2 separate regions of the Gossypium hirsutum genome follow, and region 2 is linked to region 1. The links are chromatin contacts, called in public Hi-C maps. All regions are on one chromosome and are shown on one strand. Each heading gives the region's core, a stretch centred on a gene start, on an enhancer-like site or on the middle of the called end of the contact. The rest is flanking DNA. Distances are from core to core; before and after follow the strand shown.

Region 1 (5,507 bases), core at 1,707-4,206:
TTTTCATTGAAAATAAATTGGAAAGAAAAAGCAAAAAAAAAAAAAAAGTGAAAATGAAATTAAAAGAAGAAAATTTCCCTTTTGTAAAACACACCAATTACTTGTATAGCACACCACCTCTCTACACTGCTTTTATAATACAAGCTATAAGGCAATCACAAAGAAGAAAAATAATAACCCAAACTTTTCATAACAGCCTACCAAATCATTACATACAAATATAAATACAGTAAGTGCTTGTCTTCTTTGCTCCCTTTTATCTCACCACAATATAAATTTTTACAACCAAAAATGAAATCCAATCCCAAAAGAGCTTTATCAAATGCCCCCCATTCATCCCTATCTTGTTTAGGATATAAGCTGGGGGCTTCATCATGCAGTGGAAGCTCTTATATCGGCATGAGTTCATCAAGATTCCGCCTGCGGGGCTTGAACGCAGCAAAGCCATTTTTTCTAGAATGAAAAATAACACTGAGTTAAAAGAGAAATCTACGATTGCTACGTTCGCGCAAGCTGTTATTATACCATCAGTTGTATGCGTGCTAAGTCGGTTAGAGATTACTTACGGATTGGGGTTTGTTGGGGTCGGCTCCAGGCTTACCATGAGTGTCAGCCTTTTCCAGTGACTCCGGTTTGCCACCTGTTTTCTTCTCATCCCTTGCCTTGTTAAAGATCACTGTAAATCCATCAGCTGATGCAGGATCGTTGACATCCCATTCACCGAATTTCGGCAATGGTCGACCCTGGTCCTGTTGAGCAAAAAGAGAAGTAAAATGCATCCGTCAATATCCTTGTAACCAAAGTAAGGTAGATAGACAAAACATCAAGGCAACAAAATTAAAGCCTGTCAAGATTCATATCTCGAGTTGCATGTCATAACAATCCAATAAAAAATTGTACAGACAAAAGAGCTCCAAGCATAGAATTACTTGTCCAAAATCCAACTAGGAAAGTCCGACAACAAAACTGTTTGCTCTAACAAATTACTTACCACGATGGTTCCAAACTCTAATAAAGGGAAAAACCAGGATATTACAAACAACTCTTCATTGTTTTCCATATAGGTCACCCTACTTATTAGCATAACCATGGAAGATATTTTTCACTTTCTAGGTCTTTATAGAATTATGGTTTCTTCAAATAGAACAAGAGTAGATCTATTCTGTTCCGAACTAGCAAGCAATCACATGCAACTTATCTCTAAATGCCAACAAAGCTCCTAAATGATAGCTGCTAGATACCGTACGGCTCTTACATAACTTCAGCTTCAACATGATTAAAGTAAATTTCATTTAATAAAAGCAAAAGCAATCGGGATGTTTTGCAATAGGGCAAACAGAAGTAATTTCAGCCGAGCTCGTATTGAAATCTATTCAGGAATCTTACAGCAGTCAGGTAAAAAGGCATGTTGCAATTTGAGTTATTACAGTCCGTTGTAGGCCTAAATAGATGGCATAGTTTAAATTAACCAAACACCGGTTAATGATCACTTACGTAAAGCAATCCGAAAGAGAACCTGCCCTAAGACCAATCATAAATGATTCATGGGTACCTATTTTAAGCTACTGTATAATCAATACTCATTCACTTGAGACAACTTTTATTGAAGGGAGATGTTAGGTGTGTAGGAAAATGAGAGTTAGCCAATGCATAGATAGTGACAATACAACAAATTACATGAATCGCAACCACCATTAAAGGAGATAAAAATATACTACAGAAAAACACAACCAAGTAATTTGAAAGATACATTAAAAGCTTAAATTATCTTGAAAAAAGAGATTAAAAAGAGTCTGCCAAAACGTCAAACTTGAATCAGGATAAACTAGAAATCGAAAACCAAAATTAATATCATGGGAATCCAAGCATAACTTAGTCAGACATTTCGAAAACTAACATTGCCATATACCCCATAAGGAAACTTAGAGAAGGTGAATTGAATAATCAACAGGTCGATATGAAAAATTTGTCTACTTTTCAGAATTTGATCATATGTATAGGCCATGACATTGAAGAACAAGCTTCCATTTCCAGATTAGAATATCAAATACTTCCAAAGTAACAACAAAATGCCCTGTGAAAATACCCAGCAAAAGCTAATTTTCTTAAGGAACAAACTTCAATGAATATCCATAACAAAATTAGTAGTACATTAAAACAACTCACATATTTTCTAAAGCATTTTCTTTTCAATCCTTTAAGAAAGATAATTCCAACCATAAACCATGCTATCACACAAGTGAATTGCTTAAATGGTATTCAATTCATCAATCAAACATAAAACAAAAAGGCTCAAAACCAGCTTCCACCAAAACCCATCAAATGAGACAGCGACAAAATGATAAAGTGAAGTGTACAATTCTAATCAGTAAAAAAAATCTTGCCCAAAATGATAACGAAATAAACTTTTGATCAGCAACAAAATCGATATCGATTCTTTAAGAAAAAACAAAAAGGAAAAACATTAAAAACCCAGAACAAAAGAACCCATAAAATATATGAATCGCAACAACCCAAAGCTCGTATCCATTGAAAAGAAAAGTAAATTTAATCAGACAACAAAAATTAAACATTTTTATAACAAATTTAAACAGGAAATGAAAGAGAAAAAAAACCAAAAAAGATTTGCTTACCGACATGAATTCTTGAGAGAGAGAAACTTTTTATTGTGATGGAAAAAAGAGAGATATGGGAAATTAGAGAGAGAGAAAATGAGAGTTTTTTAGAGTGAGATTGAAAGATATTCAATAGAATGGAATGGAATTTTGGGGAGGAAAATGTGAAAGAGAAAAAGAGACTGGTCGGAGGGGGGATAACCAGCGTTAGTTTTAACGGATAAACGGGGAGGGGGAATTGGTGGAATTGAACCGGAGGCGTAGATGACACCGTTAAATATAACGGAACGATAAGATGAGCTGGCAGACGGCTTGATGATAATTGTTGGGTTTTTTAAGACTAAATAAATTAATAAATAAATTTGTATTTATATTTTTTTCTAAATAACCCTAAATAAATGGTTAATTTTATTGGTTAGCTTAAAAATATTGACTCGATGAGATCGGACAAAAAAAAAAAGATATGTTTAGAAAATGAGCTAAGCCTCGAGTAAAATATTTTGGTCTGAGTCTGGTCCGACCTAAATTTGTAAAATAGAAAAACTGTTATTTTGCTGTTGTTTTTTCATTGTTATGCTGTTATTATTTTGTTGTTATTGTTTAAATATTATAGAACTCTTGTTTTGTTGTTAATTTTGTTATTATTTTACAGGCATTTAATTGTTATTGTTAATTTTGTTATTGTTTAAACATTTATTTTAATATTTTTAGTATTTTTGATATATTATATTTTTTATTTTTTATATAAAAAAATAAAATAAAAATTTTAATACGAATTAGGCCCAGATTTAACATCTATAATTTGAGTCGAACTTGAGTAAATTTTAATCCTATTTTTTAGGTCGGACAGGACTCGAGCCTAGAATTTTATTAGAGCCAATTTCGAAGTTAACTTGACCTATTGACAGATCTAATAAAATTAGTATCAGAACTCAGTCACTTGTATTTTTAAAGAAATCTTATATAATTGAATAGTATATCACATTATCTTCATTATGGTAATTTATTCTATTTTTACACCATTAATTTATACATTAAAGATGAAGATAGAAAGAATTATAATTAATATTTAAATGTAGTTTTATTTTACGGTTAAATGTAAAATTAGTACCTAAATTTATCTATTTTTATTAGATTGATATCTAAATTTTTTTTCTTTAATTTGGTACTGAGTCTAATGATATTAAAATTTTACTGACGTGGTAGCACTGAATACTAATGTGCCGTGTCACACTTCTAAAACCCTTTTGTATTTTTTAATAAAAAAATTTAAAAACAAAAATTAAAAAAAAAAGGAAACTATTGAGATTGCCCAAATTCAAAGCTTTTTCCCCAGAAAATATCGACTGCAACTTCGATTCTTCTTCTTCTTCGTCAAATTTTCAATTTTTTTTTTGTTTTGCTTTTTGGTTGTGAATTTAATCATTCCTTCTTGATTTAAATCCTCCCTTTTTATTTTTCTTATTCTTTTTGGTTTAAATCGAAACCCTAGACCCAAAATCAAAACCCCTATTTCTCTTCCCTTCCCTTAATCTCTCACCACCTCCTCTCTCTCTCTCACAGATTTTTCTTCGTTTCTTTCTATATCTTTGGGGTTTTAATTTCTTCTTCATCTTATCGTTGTTTTATCTATTATATCTAGCTAGGGTTTTTTCTTCTTTTTTTGTTATGTCAATTTTTGTAAATATGGATCAACCCAATGGCAAACTTCATAACAACTTCTCCTTTCCTCAATTTCCTCTTTTCTTTTTCAATTTCCTCATGTCGAGTAACTTTGTATTGTGTCTTATTGATGAGCGTATTCGAGTATTTATACATGCTATTATAGCTCATAGTATGACTCTACTCTCTTATCTTGACTCCACCATTCCTAATACTAACATTCCGTGTGGATCTCAGACTTGTTGAACTCGTGTTTCACTCTAAGTTGTTTGTGGAGTACGCAGTCCTTTCTATTATTAGCATTGACATTTCGTGCGAGCTCCAGGTCTTCTTGTTTTTATCTTAAACAAAACAAAGGTTTTTTTTTTATGTTTCTTGCATTTGATGGTTATGAAGCTATATGTTATCCTGGTTGATCACGTCTATGCTACTGTTTAATTGCTAAATTAGTTAATGATTTTGCAAATAATGCGCTTTTTGATGCATCCCAGTATGAATTTTTTGGTCAAAATGCTATGGAAGAAGTGGAGTTAGGGGTCTAGAAGATAATGAACAGGATGCAAAAAGTGGGGTTTCTTATTATTATTCCTTTGTCTTTTTGGTTTTCCTTTAGAAACCTAGATATTGGGGTGGGGTTTAACAACGTAAAGGTGATGAAAGGGAAAGAAAAAACCAAAGGGATAATGGATAAGGCATAAGATGAATCAACGGGTCAAAGGAGTCTTGGGAGTGCGAGTGCGACACGTGGTGGCATGCGAGTGGTCAGCGTTGCCACATCAGCAAAATTTTAACTCTGTTAAACTCAGGGTTCTAAACTAGTGGACAGAAAAAAGTAAAGGTACCAATCTAGGACAAAGAAACCTATAGGTACTAATCTGAGAGAAGTAGATAAGTTCATGTACTAATTTAATATTTAACCCTTATATTTATTAAAATATTTTTAAATTTAAAGAGTAATTTAAATTATTGATCTAATTTAATACTCAATTTTAGAAAATAATCAAAATTAATAGGATTAATTTATGGATAATTATCATAGTTTTTCAATTTTAGATTAAAAACCCTTATTTTAGAAAAATAAAAATAAATAAAAATGTGATAAATTTGGGGTAAATTATTGAAATAGTTATTTTTGTTCGCCTCATGTTATATTTTAGTTACTTATGTTTGAAATGTTGCATTTTAGTCAATTATGTTATTGTTTTGTTACGTAATGATCACTTTGCTGCT
Region 2 (5,507 bases), core at 1,405-3,904, 96 kb after region 1:
CATGGGTAAAGGTTGCTCAAGCCAAACCAAATGATGATAAAGATGACAATGTTGAAGGAGGTGATCTGGTTCCACACCTCCCAAGCCAACTCCACCACAAGACGCTAGTTTTCGGCCGAGACTTCAACTGTCCTCAGCGCAATTGGGTGATTGCGAGATGACATTGGCTCATTACGAGATGTAGTTAGTGGCATAGACGCTAGGATGACTACGATAGAGGAACATATAGGTTATCTTATGTATCAATTTCCTCCGCCGCAGCCTCCTCAAGATAGCTAGGACTCATCTTGCATATCATGCATTTTCATGGTTTAATTAAATGGTTTACATTGTTTTCCTTTTCCTATTTATATGTTTGTTGCTTGTTTGTCGCACTTAAATGTTAACTTCGTATTTTGAGATACTTTGGAGCTTGATGTTAATTCTTTGTTCTTCATTGCTTTATATTTTTGGACTAACCATTTTCTATCTCCTTACGCTTTAGTTTGGTTTGTTTTGATATAACAAAAGGAAGGAGAAAATGTAAATTGGTTGGTAATTCATCTCTACAAATTTGTGACCATTTTTCAAAAACAAAATCGAGCCTTTAATTGAAATTGATTTTAAAAAAGGAGAGTACTTTATTCAAAAATAAATTTACCACAATGTTTTGTTATATAAAAAAGGGAGAGATTGTTAAGTTAAGTTTTAATTTGATAAAAGTGTTGATATAACAAATATAATGTTTTTGAATAAAACTTGTTTTTGAAATAAAATTTGATAAATTTCAAAGTAAAAATTTGTTTCAAAATATTTGTAAGAGATAAAATTTTAAATATAATCTTTCAAACACTTACAAAATATTTTGGAACTTGTTCAAATTGATTAACAAAATTTTCAAACATTTATCAAGTGTTAAAATGCTCACAGGGGATCAAAGTATCGATACCCTATATAAGGTATCTACACCTCTGCCTGGTATGGATACCAATTTAAGCTTCAAAGTTATCGATACCGATACCCTCTCCAAGGTATCGATTCCTCATAGCAAGTATCGACACATCCTATATTGTATCAATACAATAGGCTTTAACGACCACTTAATTGAGGCATTAAATACCCAAAGTATTGATACCCTCCAGAGGTATCGATACTGTCGAAACCATTTTTTATTTTGAAAAACGGGGATCGACTTTAAAACGAAGATGGAGTCGCCACCGATCCTTTTTGTTTAGGTGTGATCAGATCACATAATAAAATATTTTATTTCATTAGAATATTGACTTTGGCATATGAAAATCAAGAAAATGAGTTCGGGAGTACGTTACGTACGAGAAAGGATTAACACCCTCGCAACGCCTAAAATTGGTACCTAATTGATTAATTTATGTCTTAATGTCGAAAAATTTGAAAAGATTTTAAAATATAATTTATTTTAAAAGCATTTGAATAACTTGAATTAGATGTTAAGATTCTCTTGTCCCAAGGAAATAAAAATATCATATCCAGCACGTTAGAGTACGACCTTTTGAGCCCTCGGAATCAAGATCATCTTTTGATTTTTGAAATTCATGCATGGAAATTTTAAAAGGATATTTAGCTATTTGGTCAACGGGAAATCGAAACTCAACACGTTAGGGCACGATTCCTCGAATGTCTAAACACGAAATATTGCCTTGTTTTTTAATTGAAGAAAAACACGAACAGAATTTTAAAAGGGTATTTGGTCATTTGGTCAAACGGGAGATCGAAACCCAGCACATTAGGGCACGATTTCTCGAATTTCCAAACACGAAATATTTTCTTATTTTCGAAAGGTCTCTTTATTCACTATTTAAAATAAAAAAGAGTTGATGATTTAATTAAAAGATAATTGATTGGACTAAAACATTTAAATGGCCATTCATAGTAAAAGAAATTTACAACATGCATAATATGAATATGACAATAACAACGAAAACGGTAATAACAACTATAACAATAATAAATCATGCAGGTAATGGCAAAAGCATTAAGGACATACTAAAAGCACAATAGAATAAAAATAAAGTAATAAAGGATAATAATAGGAAAAAATACATGGTTAATGACAAAAACACAAAAAGGAAACAAAAGAAAACAAAAAAAAATGGCAAAAGAAGAAAACAAGAAAAATAAGAAATAAAAGGAACAATTTAAATATAAAAAAGGACTAAATTTAAAATAAAATATCTTTAAAAATATATTAGAGGATATACATAAATGATAAAATAAGATATATATAATTTTAGGTAATACTAGTGTTGCAAAAGTAAATAATTTGGTAACATAATAATAAAATAAATAAGTAAAACAAAAAGAAAGTATAATAATATTATTTAATTTAATGATAAAGTAACAAAAATAACAAAGAAAGGATTAAATTGAATTTTTAAACAAAAAGTGAGGCAAATCTGAAATACGAAGGAAATGGGAGGACTGATTTGAACACGCGAATAATATGGAGGGACTAAAAGGGAAATTCTCCCTTCTCCACCAAAACGGCGTCGTTCATATAAGGACTAAAATGTAAGCGCAGTAAATTATGGGGTAAAGATTAAAGAATAGAAAAATGCGATGGGAGCTGATTGAAATACATTGTAAAAGCGGAAGGACTCAAGCATAAATATCCCAAAAGCCAAAAGAAACTTGTGGATCCTTCATCAATCGGGTCGGGTCGCACGGGTTTTGGCGTGAAACGACGCTGTTTAAGCGTCTAGGGGAAACAGTCAAAATGGTGCCGTTTCAAACATTTATTTAAACCAAAAAAAAAATTTAACTTCATTTCTGCCTAATGCCTTAAAAAATTTTCAAAACACTGTTTTTTCTCCTAATTAGGCCATCGAACCCAGCGAGATCCACGGTGGCCACCGGTCGCCGGCGACGAGCTCCGCCATGCCCGGTGGCCGAAAATCACAAAAAAAAGCCTCCATTTTAACTCTAGACCTAGATCTAAGGGTGAAAACCTTAAAAAGGCTCCCATTTACCACCTTGCGTTTTGAAACCCGAACAAAACTCCAATGAGTTTCTGGGGCTTTCACGACAGAGGAAAAACTCCGATGGTGGCGAAGGACAAAGGAAGCGGTAAGTTTTTCTTTTTATTATTTCCTTTATAAAATATATGTGACAATACACAAAGAAACAGAGAAATGAATCACCTTTTCGACTTGAAAATTTCAGTTTTTCTATTGATTGCTTTGTATGCGTAAAAAAATACATAGATTATTACATGGCTTTTATAGCCGAAAATAGAGAAAAAAAAAGGAAAATACAAATTTGTTTGTTTTTCCTCTTTGTTGTGCTGTTGTTTTTGCATTTGCTTGCAGGTGCTTGGCCAGCTGTGGCGTACGGAGGAGGCGACGTGGCGCGCGGTGACATGGAGGGTACGGAGCCAGGCTATGGGCGCACGGAGGTCATACATGGGGGTGTTGGCTGCGGCGCACCTAGGGAACCTAGGGTTTCTGAAAGTGTTTTAATTTTGGGCCATTTGGGCCATGTATTTCTGGTCTAGGTTTTAGGTTTGTGTATTTGGATTAGGTTTATTGCTGGGCTTGTTTAGTTTTTGTTGCTGGGCTATGTAAGAAATGGACTGATGGACTTTAATCTATTTTGGTTTTTTTGTTTTGTTATCTAATCATTTCATGGGCCCGGGCAAATTGGGCCATTTACAGATACATGTTTTTAAATGCCAATGTTGATATGTAAGAAATGATCACTTTGTCGCTAAGATCTGTTACATCCCAAACGACAATCCGACGTGACAGTTAAAATAAGTTTTAACTGCCAATATTGATATTCAGCTAGGATGAGAAAAGTTAAATTTTTTTATGCAAATAGAATACAAAATTTTACCCTAAAACTCAGTTTTCTTTGGTTTAAAAAGACGGAACAATTGTTTTTTTTTTATCATCAAAGAAGAGAAATGGACATACCAACCTCTATATATGCTTGCTATTGTGGTTGCCTACAATAAACAAATAAAAAAAGATAAAACATATCTTTTTTGTCTGTCACTTATAACAAAAAAAACAAAAAGATAGACCACCTTTTTGCAAAAATATATATATATATAATATTTGAACTCAAAACTCAAGTAAAGAACAAAAAAACCCCATTATTTACTGTAATCTATGCTTGGACCCTCCATTGAATTGATCATTTGTTCTTCCATTTTGAATAAAAAATCCAATCAATTGATGGAGCACCCAATTTGATTTTTACTATTCGATTCAACAAAGATGACGATAAAAATGGATGGTTTTTTCAGTCAAAATAAAAATGAAAATTAAAAGATAGAGGAGACCAAAAGTTATTTTTTTTCAGTTCAAGGATTAATTTGATGCATTGGTTTTGATTATTTCAGGAAACCAAATTAATATTTTCCTTTAATTAATATATAAAATTCAATTAATTAACTTTATTTAATTAAAAAACCAATTAATTTACTTGGCTAGACATTCATGTTGACATTTAAAACTCATTTTAACTGTCACGTAGTATTGCCGTTTGAGGAGTAACGGATCTTAACAACAAAGCGACCATTTCGTAACAAAATGATAATGTAAGTGACTACACATTTGAAACATAAGTGACTAAATATAATCTGAGGCAAACGAAAGTGACTATTTTAATAATTTACCTATAATTTTTTAATTCCTTTTATTAAAAAAAACCTTTTACTACAAATTTACTTCTTCGGAAACATGGTTGGATGTATACTAACATCAGCAAAGTGTAAAGAAGGCTTGAGGCATAAATGTATTTTTAATTTTAACTTTGTGATTTCAATAATTAAAGCTGTGATTGGTTACCACACAATTAATTATAATACCAATATGTCTTGAGAACTTCCATAGCCTTTTCATAATTCTCGGTGCCATTATAATACTGGCAATGCTTGATATTCTCTCGACCTTCTGCAACAATGCTTGATATTCTCTCGACCTTCTGCAACATTGATCATTTGTGCATAGAGATTCACTCCTCCAGTAATGCCCATATTTTTATCAGCTTTTCTTACCTTCAGAATGTTTTCAAGCCCTTGTAAGCAAACTGTAAAAACCTCTGGATCGAAGTAGCAGAGAAGATCACACAATTGCTTGATGCAACCTTGACTTACAAGGAATCTGAAATATGTGACATGCCAAGATGAGATAGTTTATCATTCATACTCTACCAAGTCATGATTCCCTTAAAATATAATATAGGAAACTATTTTTGTACCTGATCTGATCATGAGTCCCACCAGATGTAGCATTTGAGATGGCTTTTGCAGCTTGTTCCTTAATATCAAATTCAGCATTTTGAAGCAAATGAACTAGAGGAGCAATAATATTAGCTTCAATTATAGTCTGTAAAATTCATACCATTACCCATCATTTCATTATACAAATCAACGTAAATAAAACCTTAGGTTCGAAAATGATACTTGTATCTGCTCTTCATTTCTTGCTGTGATATTTGAGATTGTCGAACAAGTAACCACCTCGATGCTCTTTCCATAATTATTT

Evidence for each region. A called contact is a pair of places that touch in the nucleus more often than the background predicts.
Region 2: a contact with region 1 is called in a Hi-C map of hypocotyl, with 3 times the contacts expected there. The contact joins the enhancer-like site here to the promoter of LOC107927263 in region 1. A contact is called at or near these places in 5 of 34 Hi-C or Micro-C datasets (anther, fibers, hypocotyl and 2 more).

The regions. Positions count from the first base shown.
Region 1 is chrA11:113,808,270-113,813,776 of Gossypium_hirsutum_v2.1, forward strand. It overlaps LOC107927263 (protein NOI4), which reads right to left and starts at 2,957. Exons shown (of 3, transcript XM_041079963.1): 1 at 2,634-2,957; 2 at 567-749; 3 at 60-453. The coding sequence starts at 2,639. The coding sequence ends at 409.
Region 2 is chrA11:113,904,232-113,909,738 of Gossypium_hirsutum_v2.1, forward strand. LOC107886257 (a long non-coding RNA gene) reads right to left here. Exons shown (of 2, transcript XR_005904486.1): 1 at 5,221-5,507; 2 at 4,632-5,123. Among protein-coding and RNA genes, the nearest start is that of LOC107886257, 3.4 kb to the right of the region's middle. Within about 2 kb of position 2,655, at least 3 of the 9 cell types and tissues checked have an H3K27ac peak or open chromatin away from gene starts, as enhancers often do. A contact at or near this core is called in hypocotyl and leaf, where this site is marked.